Regions from separate parts of the Anas platyrhynchos genome. Here region 1 is linked to region 2. The links are chromatin contacts, called in public Hi-C maps. All regions are on one chromosome and are shown on one strand. Each heading gives the region's core, a stretch centred on a gene start, on an enhancer-like site or on the middle of the called end of the contact. The rest is flanking DNA. Distances are from core to core; before and after follow the strand shown. Region 1 holds the start of WARS1 (tryptophanyl-tRNA synthetase 1). Region 2 has its middle 59 kb from the start of BEGAIN.

Region 1 (3,752 bases), core at 625-3,124, 310 kb after region 2:
TACATTTTTAATGCATTGCAGAGATGCATTTGCATACCGCAAGACAAGGAGAAAATGAGTGTGGAAAGGAAAACAAACTTCCAGAGTAAGTACTGCAAATCACTTCCACCTTACTTGCAGTAGAACTCCCTCCTCCTCGCACATAAACAAGAGGGCCAGTGGTTTAGGATGTTCATTTATAATAATACAAATACTACAGGTACTTTGGAGTAACAGTAACAGTTTCTTTCAACTCTTCCATACTGCTAAGTACGAAGGGGTTCAATTGGCTACTAAAAACAGTAAATGTATTTTTGATCCACTTGGTAGTCTTACAGGATAAAGAATTTTTCCCACTATCTCCTTTAATGTAACAGGCATAGGCCAGAAGCTACACTGAATTCACCGCTCACATTTACTTATAGAAAATAAAGTTTACTGTGGAGCTAATTTTCTCAGAACTTTTATGAAAAAGAAATCACACGCTGAGATTGCATATGGAACCTGGAATAATTTACCACTGTAACAATCCCAAAAATCTTTTTTTCCAAAATCTATGTGGCACATGTGGACAATAGGTTTAGCTACATTCACATCATAGATGGTGTCTGAAATAATGTTTAACCTCTGCTGTTTGCAATCAAAAAGCACCGCTACCCTTCAATTACTAAGATTTATTAGATGGCAAATTAAATTACTATTTCTGCTTTGTTTTCTTGCTCAGCTGTGAGCACTCATCATGCTACAATGATTTAACCTACAACACTTCCAGAACAGTTTCTGAAATTTAGGTTGGAGAATCTACCCTCAAAAGCAACTGGATTGAGACTGCTGTCCAAAAGGCAGTGTGTCCATAAGCATTTGCAGAGTTGATGCCACAAATGAAAGTCCTACAAACACTACTGCTGGAGCAGTATGCTGGCACTTGTAATGATTACTCATTTAACTTCACAATGAGATCTATTTGAGTTAAAATGAGCAGGTTTTATTTAACCTACAGCACAGCTACATCACAGGCTGTGGTCTGTGTTCTGTAACAAAGCTGGTAAGCACAAACCCCATTCAGACAAACACACTGATCAACATCAGGCCCTTTCCAAGTGATCAGGATGCTTAACTGGAACCCGGCTACTGACGTTTTAGCACATAAAAGCACCAAGATCTCCCTCTAGAGGGCATTTTGTCTTTATCTGTGGTTTATGATAGTTGCAAGCTTCAGCAACTTACAACTGTAAGAGATTTTTTTTTTTGAGTAATACAGCTTCATTTGTTAAAACAGCATCTCACTTAAGCAATTTCAAAGGGAAAAATAACTAAGAAGTGTTCCAGAACAACTCATTTAAAAACAGAAGTAGTAATAAGCACCCTTTTTCCTCCAAGTCAACTTTATTTGACAGTTCTCACCAACCAAGTACTAACACCGAAGGCCTGCACCTCAGTGACTACAGCACGCAGTTACTATTTGTAGCATAAGGCTGGAAACAGACTGCGACCAAGATTCACCATGTAAGTGAATAACTCACAGTAAGAAGCTGACCTCCGGCAGAAAGCTATGAATGAAGATATACGTGTGGGTTAGACTTGCAAAAACTGCTTTATTGCATTTTCAGGCACACAGACAAGAGGCAGCGCGAGGCTCTGGGGTAAGCAGGGGGCCCCTCCCTGCAGGTATCGGGATGCCAAACCAACACCTTGCTGCGGGACACTGCAAAGAAGCCGCTAAACCGCATCGGACGACATAAACCCACCCCGGCACCACACGCAGCCCCCGCAGGCCTCGGTATTTTGGGACGAGCAAAGCGCCCTCCTCACAGGAGCCCCCCCCCAGGCCCCGCCGCGGCCCCCGGTACCTGAGGGGCGGCCCCCGGAAGCCGGCGTCCCGCGGCTGCTCCCCGTTTATAAGCGCGCCGGGCAGAAACCGCTCCCCTCTCTCTAAGCGGCCGGCCTGTGGCTTTTTCCCCGCAGGCACAGCGCGGAGCGGCGGGCAGGGCTGAGGCCGCGGCTCGCTGCGCGATGGCGAGTCCTTCTGCGGGGGTCTCTAGGGGCAGGAGGGGCTGCTGGGCGCGGGTGGGGGCAAGGAGGGGGGGAAACGATGGTTCCGGGCGGAGCGTGTTTCCCAGCCGGAACGGGGCGCGGAAGGGGGAGCCGGGCGGGAGCGGCTGTGACACGATCGCGTCTGACAGGAGCGGGCCGGGAGCGGCTCGGAGCGGAGCGGCCGGGAGCGGGGAGCTGCGGGCGGGCAGGGGGGGAGCAGCCGCTGCCCCACGGCCTCTCCTGAGCGCCCGGTAGCGCCCAGCAGCCGGCGGGTGCCTTCCTTCCTCCCGAGGCTTCCCGGAGCGGGCTCTGGGAATGGCGCAGCTGCGCGGCACGCGGCGCCCCGGCCTCAGCGCGGCGTAGCCCCCAGCCAGGCCCGGGGAAGTTGCCCGCGGAGGCTTCTGACGGCGGCGATTTCAGTAAAGGCGGTGTGAGTGCATTCAGGGCTGGCTGTGCTGTGGGAGGGACGTGGTGAAGTCGCGCTCAGCCGCTAATGCAGCTGTCACCTGCTTCTTTATATATCTATATAGGTATTAATGCTGGGAAAGGGGAGCCATCTGCTTCTGTGATTCGTTGTGCCTGAATATGGGCCCTCTAAACTCCATCCATTCGTGTTTCATGCTCAGCAAGGGACCAATATGTGCTGGAGGGGCTCTCCAGAGTTCCTTCTGAAAGTGGGAGATGACAAGGCACTGAGCTTACAACTCCATTTCTTATAAAATCGTTAATGGGTACCTCTACGTATATTTGAGAGGCATATTCCTCCTCTAGTAAGGAAGAGATTTCTAACACGTGTTTTAGTCTCTGAACGTTCAGCTAGCTCCCTTTGGATGTACAAAATCCTTTGAAAGTCATCGGGGTTCTGCGTGGGCACAGAGCTCTTTCCTCATGGGCATGGCATGATAGAGAGTGCCCAGGGTGGATGCTATTTCCAACATACAGCTGTTTGCACTTTTAATTTGTCGCTGTCACCTCTGATTATAGTGCAGGGAAATTAAGAATCAGTGTGAGCTAAGATGATGTCATTTTCCTCTCAAGAAAAACCTCATGCAATAGCTTGGGTGGTTGCATAATGAAACCACTTCAGACTGTGATGCAGCACTTTGCCACGCTGGCCAAATTGCAGTGATATTTTCCATAGAATTTTTTTCCTCTCAGTTGGCTTTTCTCATTAGGGTTTGTACTGCTATCTCATTTTATCAGCCTCAGGTCTTATTAAATTCTTTTATGCATCTCTGTGTACCTTGTTGTTAAAACAACATAGCATGTTCATTGCTTTGAGATAGCTGCAGTTTGACTTGCAGTGTTATTTTTCAGATAGGTTCCTTTCTTATTGTCTTTTAACGCTTATTTTCTTGTATGTAAATACGGCAAAATCAGAATCATAATGGTTTTAAAATTCTCTCTTACCATATTAAGTTACTGCTTGTTTATCTACAGTTCTAAATATCTAAACATTCAGATGCTTGAATTATTACTCAAAAAATGGCTTAGAGCCTATGTACTGCTAAAAGCATCATCATTTAGTACAGGAAGCTGCTGAGCGTGAATATTTTTTTTTTTTTAAATAAGGTTTTTACTCATGGCAGGCTGATAACAGATTCACCAGGTTTCTTAGACAGCAATAAAAGTCTATTTTTTAGATCAGAGAATAGTTAAAGACAATATATCAGGTAAGTTTGGAAAAGTTGGAGGAACATTCCTGAGGTACCATTATGGAAACCATATATAAAATAATA
Region 2 (4,004 bases), core at 382-2,881:
AATAGGCCTTTAACCTATTTGTTGACCGCTGTGAAATTACATCCTCCCTCCTTGTAGTTATATGGAAAGTATCTAAAGGAAAAAAAGTTCCTTTCAATGGTAACCACTCAAATGCAAATAAAATACATAGTGATTGCTCAGATAAAGAAGCACTGAAAAGGATGCCCACCTCACATGTGCATAGGTATGAACTTGTACTCAACGCACCTGAGGTTCACATCTTAGCATTTGGGGGTTTAGCCTTATGACATTTTAAAATAATTTTTGTTCTGCCACAGGTAGTTTCAAGATGTGTGCAGGCCTTGGGAATAGGTAGTCATTCTCTTCTATGTTGGTGTGATTATTTCTGTTTTCCAATTCTTTCTTATTGCTCAGCCCTCTGAGTCTTACCTAAATTGTATATCTGTATAGTACTCAGTTACTTTTAGAGCTCTTGTTGAAATCACTCTTCCTTTGAATTCTACTTTTTCCTCACCAGATGAATTGATATTTACTTCTAAGTCTTTACTGAAATATCAATGATACGGGCAGTCTCCTTCTGGATGAAGAAATCTTTCCTCCTTCTTGGTCCTTAACCTCAGCTCCTTTTCCTATTAAGTCTTTGTTACTCTAGTTCTGATCTTCTGCTTCCTAATACCCTGATGTTATTCTCATTCTTGCTAAGTGCTTTCCTATGTACCTCACACAGTTGTTTTCTGAGTACCTGATTAGTGGCACCACCATGACTTCCCTATGTCTGCTCCCTCTTTGTGCCCATTTACCTACTTCAATGTAACTCTTTCTGTGGTTTCTTCTGACATTCCCAGAAGACAGCCATCATGCCGGGTGAGTTGATGCCTGCTGATGCAACAGGAGCCCTGAAGGCTGTGAGTGCCATGAGGGGGAGAGAGGGAGTCACACCGTGTTCAAAATGTGGACACATTCAATTTGTTCCCATGTTCCTGGGAGAGAAGCTGGTATGCTGGTGCATGGAAACACCATTTAGGCTGGTTTAGGACATGAGCTGAGCAACAATAGCTTGGATTATCCATACAGATATTGTCGCTTAGTCATACAGACAAATATGAACACATTTTCTCTCCTGTCTTATCTGAACCCCTTCTGACCCTAGTACTTCTAAGTCCACAGTGCTACCCTCTCCTGTCCTGGCCACAGAGATCTTTGGTCAAGCTGCCAACTATAGTCATCATCCTCATGGCCTTTGTTGTGGTTTTTCCTGGTCATAAATATTCTTCTTCAAATATTGCTGAAGCATCAGTATTCTTATGAGTTTGAAAACAGCAAGAATGTATTGAAAAAACGTTTATTCCAACAGGAAATAGCAGAGCTAATTAATTGAACAGGATGAGTGAATGAGTTGGCATAAAAAAGGATACTGTTCATGTTACAAACTGGTCATCGCTATTTTATTTTATTTTATTTTATTTTATTTTATTTTATTTTATTTTATTTTATTTTATTTTATTCAGAACCATTTGATTGAAAATAAATGTTTTGTCTGTCACATGCTTTTTTGGAAAGAAACAGTGAGTGAGTCAGAGAATGAAGAGATTTTTCAAGAGGAGCCTAATCTTTTGGGTGGCTTTTGGGGTTGTGATTCATTCTTGCCCACACACTGTAGAATAAGAGCAACTCATCATTTTGGATGATTTACTACATATAGCAGGTTTCTGAACTGTTTAACACTTTGTTATAAAGGTGACTACCCTCACAGAAATGACATTGTTGTCATATCAATACAGTGCAAAAGTCCATGTGGGCCTGATAGAAAGACAGTAGAAAAATGGCCACAAAGGAGGAATTGGTGAGGCAATGGTGAATTTTCTTTTCATTTTTAGGTAACAATTTCCACACACCACCCCCTCCTTTTCCTCATTTTGCTAGCTTTGAACTTTATCCAACTTTATTTTTTTTTAACTGTATAGAGTACAGGTTAAAAAACAAAACAAAACAAAACAAACAAACAAAAAAACCTGCTAAAACTGCTAACCTTCAAACCACTGAAGACTTCAAGTTTTGCTGAAGATTTGAAAAAAGAAAAAAAAGTAAAAAAAAAAAAAAAAAAAAAAAAAAAAGGAAATAAACACTCACCCAAACACGGGCAACTACTACCATATATTTAAAAAAAAATCAGGAAGAAAAAGCATACCAAAGCTGAAAAGGCATGGACTAGCAAATTTGATGATTTAGTATTTCAAAATGAAAAATAAAGTATATATTGAAACAGATCTCTAACAATTTGATCTATGCTCACAGAGCTTCCAACACTATCTTCCAGGAATGTCAAAAACCACTGTGGGCTGGAAATCACGTGTGTGTGGTCAGCTACACGCTTACAATCTCACAGCTTGTTCCAAATCTGGGTGACAAAGAAGGATGTAAGAAAGGAGGGAAGGAAGGAAGGAAGGAAGGAAGGAAGGAAGGAAGGAAGGAAGGAAGGAAGGAAGGAAGGAAGGAAGGAAGGAACAGTCAGATATGTCTTCCTCCAAAAAAACAAAACAAAACAAAACAAAGTGTCAAACCAAAGGAAATTCTTTTTCTGATACATCTCCTTTGAAGACATATCACAGATAATTAAATTGATTTTACAATCAGCTTTTGCTTTCTTGACAGTGGTCTGACATGAAAAAAGAGTAGTATCCATTTTTCCTGTCACTTGCCTTGTGTTGGACTTGGAATCATCTTGCAGCTGGGAAGAGGGTCTAATCAGTTTGCTTATATATGTGACAACCGAGTCACTATAGCAATTTGTAGTTATACTGGCTTTAAATAGTCATGAAATTTATGGTGAGATTTGGAAAAAGATGAAAAGTTAATGACAAAGAGAATAAAAGTGCACTCTAAATGTGTCCTTACCTAATGCAAATGGATATCAGGCAAAATCTTCCATTGATTCCCAACGAACAATCAGGGCAATGGAGAACATGACCACTTCAATTTAGAAGCTCAGGAGATTGCCAAGTGTCTGGAAACATATCTAGAAGAAAGAACAGAGGATATTTACCTAATACAAGAAAATGAAATATAAGGCAACCTCAGCTATGTTTTCAGAAGTGCTATTACACATAATGTACAAAATAGGTGCCCCAGAAGATCAGCAAATGTAGCTGAGCAGATTGTTGAAAGACCATCAAATATCTGAACACACACACACACACACACACACATAGACACAAAGCCTAACTTAGACTGGTGAAAAGCTAATAATTTCACTCTTTGCTGGCTGTTTGTAAACCAAAATTTGTTAAATGATGTTATTATGTTATCTAATTGAATTGGGCTCTGGAAATAGAGATGGAACTACTTCCACTAGAGATCAGACTGAGTAGCATCCAGTATATATGAGAACTTGGAAGTGTGTGGGAAAAAAAAAAGCCAGCTTCCTTTTTTTTTCTTTATGTCCCCTATAATTTTATTTCATTGAAAAAAAAGTTCTTGCCCTTATTGCTGTCTGTTAACAAAAGAGAAAAACCATAGTGAATTATTTTAAAAGCTCAAAAGCTATTTGGTTTTCTCTTTAATAAAAAATTGATTTGAGAAAAATTTCTGAGTGGCCAGATATAACCCATATATTTATGTGCTTGGTAGCTTATTTTAAAATTAACTAAATTAAAAATGAACTGTGATGGTAAGATACGTAAGGTGTTGGCTGGCTATTTTGCACAGAATAATTCATGCCCAGCACTCTGTTATTCATGGCAAAGACAGTCCTTCCCTCAAAAAAATGAAGGCAAACCACCACTGTACAGTAAGGTAAACTATTGTCCTTGCTCTACGTCTATCTGTACCACCATTTTCAAGTATTGTCAAATCTACCACTCATATATAGTAATTTTATTTTCAGTAATATAAAAAAGAAGAACATCAGTGGAAAGCTTCCTCTGGCTATATAATTTCTTTTTGCAAGTTTTTGAAGGAACCTATTAGTTCCTCCAAAGGACTGTGACAGGATCAAATATTCAAATGTGACATGCTTACGGAGATCTAATATTGTCTTGCTGTGT

The links. Hi-C and Micro-C count contacts between places; a contact is called where the count stands out from the background.
Region 1: a contact with region 2 is called in a Hi-C map of skeletal muscle, with 4 times the contacts expected there. The contact joins the promoter of WARS1 here to the enhancer-like site in region 2. A contact is called at or near these places in 5 of 8 Hi-C or Micro-C datasets (F1 follicle, F5 follicle, liver and 2 more).

Annotation. Positions count from the first base shown.
Region 1 is chr5:12,535,227-12,538,978 of IASCAAS_PekinDuck_T2T, forward strand. WARS1 (tryptophanyl-tRNA synthetase 1) reads left to right here and starts at 1,875. Exons shown (of 11, transcript XM_027457764.3): 1 at 1,875-1,995. It overlaps WDR25 (WD repeat domain 25), which reads right to left and starts at 1,958. Exons shown (of 7, transcript XM_027457762.3): 1 at 1,830-1,958.
Region 2 is chr5:12,229,635-12,233,638 of IASCAAS_PekinDuck_T2T, forward strand. No RefSeq gene overlaps it. Among named protein-coding and RNA genes, the nearest start is that of BEGAIN, 59 kb to the right of the region's middle. Within about 2 kb of position 1,632, at least 1 of the 8 cell types and tissues checked has an H3K27ac peak or open chromatin away from gene starts, as enhancers often do.